2 separate regions of the Danio rerio genome follow, and region 2 is linked to region 1. Evidence: chromatin contacts called from public Hi-C data. All regions are on one chromosome and are shown on one strand. The core of a region is the stretch at or near the end of the contact, and the rest is flanking DNA. Distances in the headings are between cores, read along the strand shown. Region 1 holds the start of LOC141377014. Region 2 holds the start of kcnq5a (potassium voltage-gated channel, KQT-like subfamily, member 5a).

Region 1 (3,719 bases), core at 428-2,927:
AAAAATGGTATTCCTTCCTGGTCTAAAGTTTTAATTTCCTTTAATTATAAGTGTGAGAGATCTCTCGAATAGATCTGGAAAATGTGTCTGTGTGCACATACAGTCCAAACGTATTTTGTAAACTGGAACTAAATAGTAAATTAAATGTTTTAGTATATTGAAGGTTTTTAAGGTCCTGTGAAATGAAAAAAAAACATAGATGTTAGTTTTAGTCTGTTAGTTTTAAGGATTTCTGTTAGCTGTGTGTTCCAAAACAGTAACAAATTCCACATTTAGAAAATTTAAAAGAGATCCATCCATCCATACATAGCTTGCAGTTTGTCACTCCTGCTTCCACAATTTTTTTATTTCACACTTCAGTTTCTCATCAAATCATGACCTATCAAGTGCTCTATCTGACATGTCCCACTCCCTTCAAGACACTTCTTATTTGTTTTTCATTTTTTGTTTTTCGAGCTCAACCATGCTTACTGGCAGACCTGTGATAAAAACAGAACATATTTGGCTGTTTTTTTTAAAGAGGAAGAGCTACTTGATGCCCTTTCCCTTAATAATTTTTCAGTTGAGATTACGTCAAACATTGAATAAAGGATGCACATTTTAAAGGTTTGGGTTAATTAGCTCTGAGCAAGGGCAACAAATATGCATTGTTACAGTTTTGGTCTCTGGTCAAAATCATTTAAAACAAACCAAAATGCAGTCATGTGACAACATAGACATCACTTGTTTCCCCAAATGTGTCATTCAACATATTGTATTTCCTAAAGGATTTTTTGATTGGTCAGAACAAACATTTGTGAATAGTCCTACAGTACTCCAAAAAGTAAACAAAGAGATGAGGAAAAGATGTTTTAATGGACTGCAAGTGATAAAGGTGCATCACAAGTCAGAGGTTTATCTATGAGCTACCATGGATTTCAACACTGTAAACAAATACTTTCCCTTATCAAGTACACAATGCAGCTGACTATTACAGCTGGTTTAGCCCAAACATGTGAATTTTTGCAGTTGGGTCTTTTTGAGTTTTTGAATCATGTTCTTGATACAAACAATCTTCTTGAAAGAGAACTGAACCTACCTTTTCAAGCAAGTCTCTGTATGCTTGTTTGGTCCACTTTTTGTGTGTATTTTCAAGTGTGATTGCTCCATTCATAACTGGCCAAATGAAATGCCCCAAATAGGAAAATTAATTCTAGTGCAGTTCAATCGCAGTAAATGAGGCAGGTGTAAAAACACCCTTAAGTGTTGGTAAAGGGAATCAAACTAGATTTCCGCTACATGTGGGGACATACAGAGGAACGAAATGTTGTGTCTTGCAGGACAACAATGCTACATAAATTATGATAAAAACACAACACTGGACATGAGCTATTTAAAAATCTAACTAGCATACAGTATACTGTAATTTATGTGACTTTTTGGATTGGATTTGGATGTGAAGTGACTTATTAAACTGTTTGATTGTTTTTCATTATTTTTTGTACTAAAATTATTGTAAGGATGATATTATTTTAATGAAAACTATGTAAAATATAAGGGTTTGGTCTCTCTTAGCAGATACTTTCTGAGAGCATATACACTGCTCTGATTTGATCTCAAATTGCAGGAAAAAATAATAAAAAGTGCATCTTCTTGACATTTCAACATCAAATAAACTCTTACAGGCCTCAGCTTCATCTAGAGCATTTGAAGGTCAGAGTTCATATTTATGCATTGTAATTATTGAAATTCTGCAGACCTTTAAAGTGTGTTACAGCAGCATCACACTACAAACAGGGTATCCGCAAGCTCTTAAAAAGTCTTAAATTGACTGAAATATAACCCTGTTTATTTATGTAAAGCTACCCAGTTGATCCAACACACATCCAATCAATTCAACTCAATTCAAAATTGCTTTATTGGCATAAGTGTAAATGATACAATATTACCAAAGCTTAAAATAGGAGGACAACTCTAAAACTACAATAAAATAAAAGAATAGAAACTAAATATCATAATAATTTAAACTTAAATGTAAGAAATAAAAGCAGTTGAACATTTCAAACCACAGTGTTTAACATATAAACACACACACATAAAAATGGTCACTGTGGTAGACAGTAGGGAAGCATACAGTAATACACACATTACACATACATATAAATAAGTTTATCTACTGTCTTGCAGGCTGTGGCACATCCACACATACTGTATCTGGCAGCCTGTGCTACTGTGTGTCCCTCTCCTGGAATAATTTTACTTTGTTCCTGCTCAGTCATATTTCCAGTCACCAACAATTACATCTGAATAAATCATTAAGAGCAGTCTGTTATGCAAACGTTTAGTTTTTAAAGAGTTTTTTATGTTGTTAATTATGTTAGATATGTTGCAAAACGTATATATATATATATATATATATATATATATATATATATATATATATATATATATATATATATATATATATATATATATAAACAAACTAGGGTTTGCTTGTTTTGACATTATTTAAAATATGTGAAATTAGAACTAAGAAATAACTAATTAGAAATATAGGCAAATCATAATAGATAGGGCAAGTACTTTTTTCCTTATGGACCATTAAAACATTTTAGCGTTTAGCCATATAAGTCTGAAATTTCATTCATTATGGTCTTAGAAAGATCTTAAAAGTCTTAAATTTGACTTTATGAAACCAGCAAAAACCCTGTAAGAAAGTAGTGCAAAGTAGATGCATCTTTACTATTGTTTTCAGACATTTGGAGCTAAACGAATGTTTTGTGTTTCTGCTGCCATTGGATTACAGTAATGATTAAAGCAGAAGTCTTATTTTGTGTGTGTGTGTGTGTGTGTGTGTGTGTGTGTGTGTGTGTGTGTGTGTGTGTGTGTGTGTGTGTGTGTGTGTGTGTGTGTGTGTGTGTGCATTTTGAATGCATGCTTAAATGCAATAAACATGCTGTAGTTGAGTAGCATGACACCAGTTTGAGTGTTATGGTTGTGGTGTGCTGTACCACCAGGATATGGAAAGTGCTATATCCTGCAATGACTCATAAACTCTGTCACGATCCAGTCTTTGGGGATTGTAATACTATGGAGTGTTATGAGATTCACAGAAGCCCTCACACTAACTGAAAGAGTCTGGCCTGTGTGGGTGTGCATGTGTTGGCCAAGCACTAAAAGGGTGAGGAGTAGGTCAGACAGGCTGTCTCATAGACACGAAAAAGAGAGAAAAAGAAAGACAGAGAAACAGGTGAGGGCTGTCAGCAGGAAACATCTGTTAACAGAGTTGCGCACAAATCCCACAACTGCTTTGTTATTGATCACAGACATGGATACATAGCCAGTTATATAAACACCCTTCAAGCTTACTTTATATTTCATCTGCAATTTGGAGAGTTTGATGCTCAGTCCAGGCCTTTATACCTTTGTGCTCCTGCATTAATATTAATAGAGTGGTCTTTCAAAAGTGTGAAATGGAGAGATGTTAGATACTTTAAGGTAATGTAAGCAAAGTGAATGCTTAGTAAATAAAAATGTTCACTTCTCACTGTCTCTCCAAACTTAAAAAAGTATATATATATATATATATGTAATTTATTTCTCCTGGAAAAATCCCAATTTCACACCCACTGATTTTTGGTACAGTCCATAACACCCCTGGATCGCCGGCTTTGGTATAGTATCTGATTGCAGCAGTTGCCCAAAACCCGGTGTATAGTATCGTTACTTAGCTGTGTTAT
Region 2 (3,719 bases), core at 502-3,001, 170 kb before region 1:
CTGTTTATTTCTTTCCCCAATTTTTGTTTAACAAAGAGATTTTTTCAACACATTTCTAAACATAATAGTTTTAATAACTCATTTCTAATCACTGATTTATTTTATCTTTGCCATGATGACAGTACATAATATTTTACTACATATTTTTCAAGACACTTCTATAAAAATTGACATTTAAAGGCTTAACTAGGTTAATTTGGTAAACTAGGCAGGTTAGGGTAATTAGGCAAGTTATTGTATAATGATGGTTTGTTCTGTTGACAATTGGAAAAAAAATATAGCTTAAAGGGGCTAATAATTTTGCCCTTAATAAAATGGCGTTTAAAAATTTAAAAACTGCATTATCCTAGCCAAATTAAAACAAATAATACTTTCTCCAGAAGAAAAAATATTATCAGACATACTGTGAAAATTGCCTTGCTCTGTTAATTATTTGGAAATTATCTAAACATAATACAATATACTAACTCAATATTTTACAATATTCTGGAAAGACTCATTTTTAGGTTTTTGAGGTTGACTGAACTGACTTGTAATACTCATAAATTGCTTTTAATACTCAATTGGATGAACTTAAACAAAGCAATGCCACCTCGTTGTACTACTACACAGTTTTTTTAAAAACACTCCATAATCACAGTTTAGCGGAAGTTACTCTCATAATTACCGCCAGAGTTGCCAATTTAGCAATTTTCTTGCTAGATTTAGCAACTTTTCATACTACCCAAGCAACTTTTTTATTTTTTAAAAAGCACCCATAGCAACAAATTTAGCAATATTTACCATTCATTTGGCTACTTTTGGCAATTTTTAAAAAGTGACTTTAAAGAGCAGTGGCTGCTGGCTTCGTTCAGCAGAGTAAATTGCTATTGTTTTTCATAACTGTTATTCATTCATTAATTTTTCAGCTTAGTCCTTTTGTTAATCTGGGGTCACTACAACTTATCCAGCATGTTTTCACGAAGCGAATGCCCTTTCAGCCACAGCCCATCTCAGGGAAACATACACACACACTCATTTACACTCATACACCACGGACAATTTAGCCTACCCAATTCACCTGTACCGCATATCTTTGAACTGCGAGGGAAACCGCAGGGAGAACATGCAAACTCCACACAGAAACACCAACTGACCCAGCCGAGACTCAGTGACCTTCTTGCTGTGAGGCGACAGCACAACTGCGCCACTGCGTCACCTTACATAACTGTTAATTTACTGATGCTTGTTAACATGTATAATTGTTAATTTAGGTAGAAATAAATTCCAATAGTGCTATAATTGTTGTCACTTTCACAAATGTGTTAATTGCACAAGTTAAAAAGAGTAAGTACACAAGCTGTGACTGTTTAAGAATGTAACTGTTCATTATCAGTGTTGTGTTTTAAAATCTAAATTCTAAAAGTGTTTGTATTGTACAAATAGTAAACTATATTTTTTATACAAATCTAAGCTAAATGGACATATGTTTTTGATGAGATAGCCAGTCAATTTGAGAAAACATGAATTATTTTGTATACATAAAGATGAAGTTTTGAGTTGTGATTACGCAATGATGTCATCACAGAAAGTTGTAGCCTATGTTAATAAGAACCTATTTATTGTGCATCTAGATCTAACGTTAATGTTTAATATAATATAATACACGGCGCCTCACCAAGAAAACACATGACAGGTACGTCACAGATATGCAAATTGGGATGTGACGTCATCGGGTAACATTTAACTACTTTTTGGCCAGGCTTTAGCTACTTTTTAATGGAAATAGTTGGCAACGCTGATTACCGCGAGGTATCATGGGCCATAGACAGCTGAATAAATCGGGGACATGAGCTCTTACTGCAAGCCCGACGGAAAAATAATAGTAAGTAGATCATCTTTTTTCTAATGAACTGCAAACATATAACGTGACAAGTCAGACTGATTACCATTTGTTTGAAAAAGAATGGCCAATAAACAAATCAGCTGTCTGGTAACGAGTGAATCACCGAATCAGTCACAACTGAATTTGACAGTGCGATTCATCGTTTCTTCAAATGACGTAACTCGCGTTTTGAATAATTAGTTGGACAGATCAATTAAGATTAACCATTAAGAAGTTAGAAAATATTGAATATACTGAAGCCTGATCTGTTTTCGGTGGTCCTTATGCAGGTGAATCAGCCGTGAAACAGGCCCAGTGCATTCATAAACTCAGAGCTGTTGCTTTGCCAGTCAGCTGTTGTTAATGGAAAGTGTCTGTTCTCGTCTCAGACTCCCTGGGAAATGAAACCAGCGCCGTGAAAAGATTTCAAACAATTTTTAAACGGTGCTTGATTTATGGCCAGTCTTACAAATATGTAAAAAGCATAACTTGCGCTCCATTTTTCAAATGAATCAATTGCTAATATTCTAAAACTCGTTACTCATTTCTGTTTGCCTTGATCCCGATGACCATATAATCCTCGTGGCCATTTTTTAAGATAGGGTTTTTTTTTGTTTTTTTTTTTGAAGACCTTGTCTGGGTTCTCGTTGCCCATAGGCCTACACTCACATTGTGCAGAAATGTGGTTTAGATTGATAGATAACGCGGGGACCTTACAATTTACTAAATATAGAGTTTCTATATTCTAAGCCTAACCTCTAAATCGGTGCAAATGTGATTATAGAGTAATATTAAATGAAGGCAGTCCACAATATATGGAACCACAATATATTGTATTTGGTGTTTTTGTGTGATTTCTAGGTCTGTATTAACAGACTCACACCACTAGAGTGTGTTGTTGTTAGCTGTGCATGAGAACAAGCCACTGCACAGTAGGAGAAAATAATGTCATCAGAAACATAACCAAATGCATTTTATTGTCATCATAATGTGTGAAAAGCGGTAGCAGAAAATATACCCTTACCAGCAAAACAATTAACCAACATAAGGATAAAAATGTATTGTCCATAATAATTTATGCTTTATTCCTGCTGCTTATTTATACATCAGTGAATTTAAGCCTTGCTTGCAATATTATATTATAGATTGGCTTTCTAAATAATTTATAATTAATTGATTTGATAAAATCTCAGGTCTGCGCTTGAGGGTGAACTCAATAAAAAATTATAACAATATTTGTTTTGTAAACACAAGGTATTGTTGTTCATTAGGCTTGTTTGTTTGCCTTTCTGTTACTCTCTTGGCAGTTTTCTTAATGAAAGCTTGAACGGCTTTCGCGCAGCTGTTAGAGAAGCCCATATGGCAAAGTCATGCTTTATATAAATCTATTCTTAGTACGAGTTGTTTTTAAATCCACTCAGTTTGCACATTATGTAGAAATTCAAGCAGTTAAAGGCTAAAATATACCCAATTACTAATGCATGTAAAGCATTGTTTACTTTTTAACATTTAAACTGGCTGATGCACGATATTTTCTTTACAGTGTGTCCAAGCCTGATATTACCATCTTTGATTTGCTATTATTTTATTTTATTTATTATTCTTATAATTTTTAGATATCATGATAATCACAAACAGTTGTATGACATTTGCTTGCATTGAAGCTATGTGTGAAGTGTTAACATTAAAGGATAACACTGTAATGTAAGGTTCCAGTGATAATGTTATCCTGGACAAAATCCCTGATTTACACAGAGACAGTCAGTGAAGAGCTGCACAGCTGCGTTTGGCATCTCACTTTTTCAAACACACACACACACACACACACACACACACACACACACACACACACACA

Evidence for each region. A called contact is a pair of places that touch in the nucleus more often than the background predicts.
Region 2: a Hi-C map of an unstated tissue shows a contact between it and region 1, with 2.3 times the contacts expected there. The contact joins the promoter of kcnq5a here to the promoter of LOC141377014 in region 1. A contact is called at or near these places in 2 of 18 Hi-C or Micro-C datasets (hematopoietic stem cells and an unstated tissue).

The regions. Positions count from the first base shown.
Region 1 is chr13:30,678,918-30,682,636 of GRCz12tu, reverse strand. LOC141377014 reads right to left here and starts at 1,677. Exons shown (of 3, transcript XM_073920126.1): 1 at 1,663-1,677. The coding sequence starts at 1,677. The region is part of intron 2 of kcnq5a (potassium voltage-gated channel, KQT-like subfamily, member 5a); the gene reads left to right.
Region 2 is chr13:30,849,458-30,853,176 of GRCz12tu, reverse strand. It overlaps kcnq5a (potassium voltage-gated channel, KQT-like subfamily, member 5a), which reads left to right and starts at 1,751. Exons shown (of 16, transcript XM_073920928.1): 1 at 1,751-1,864.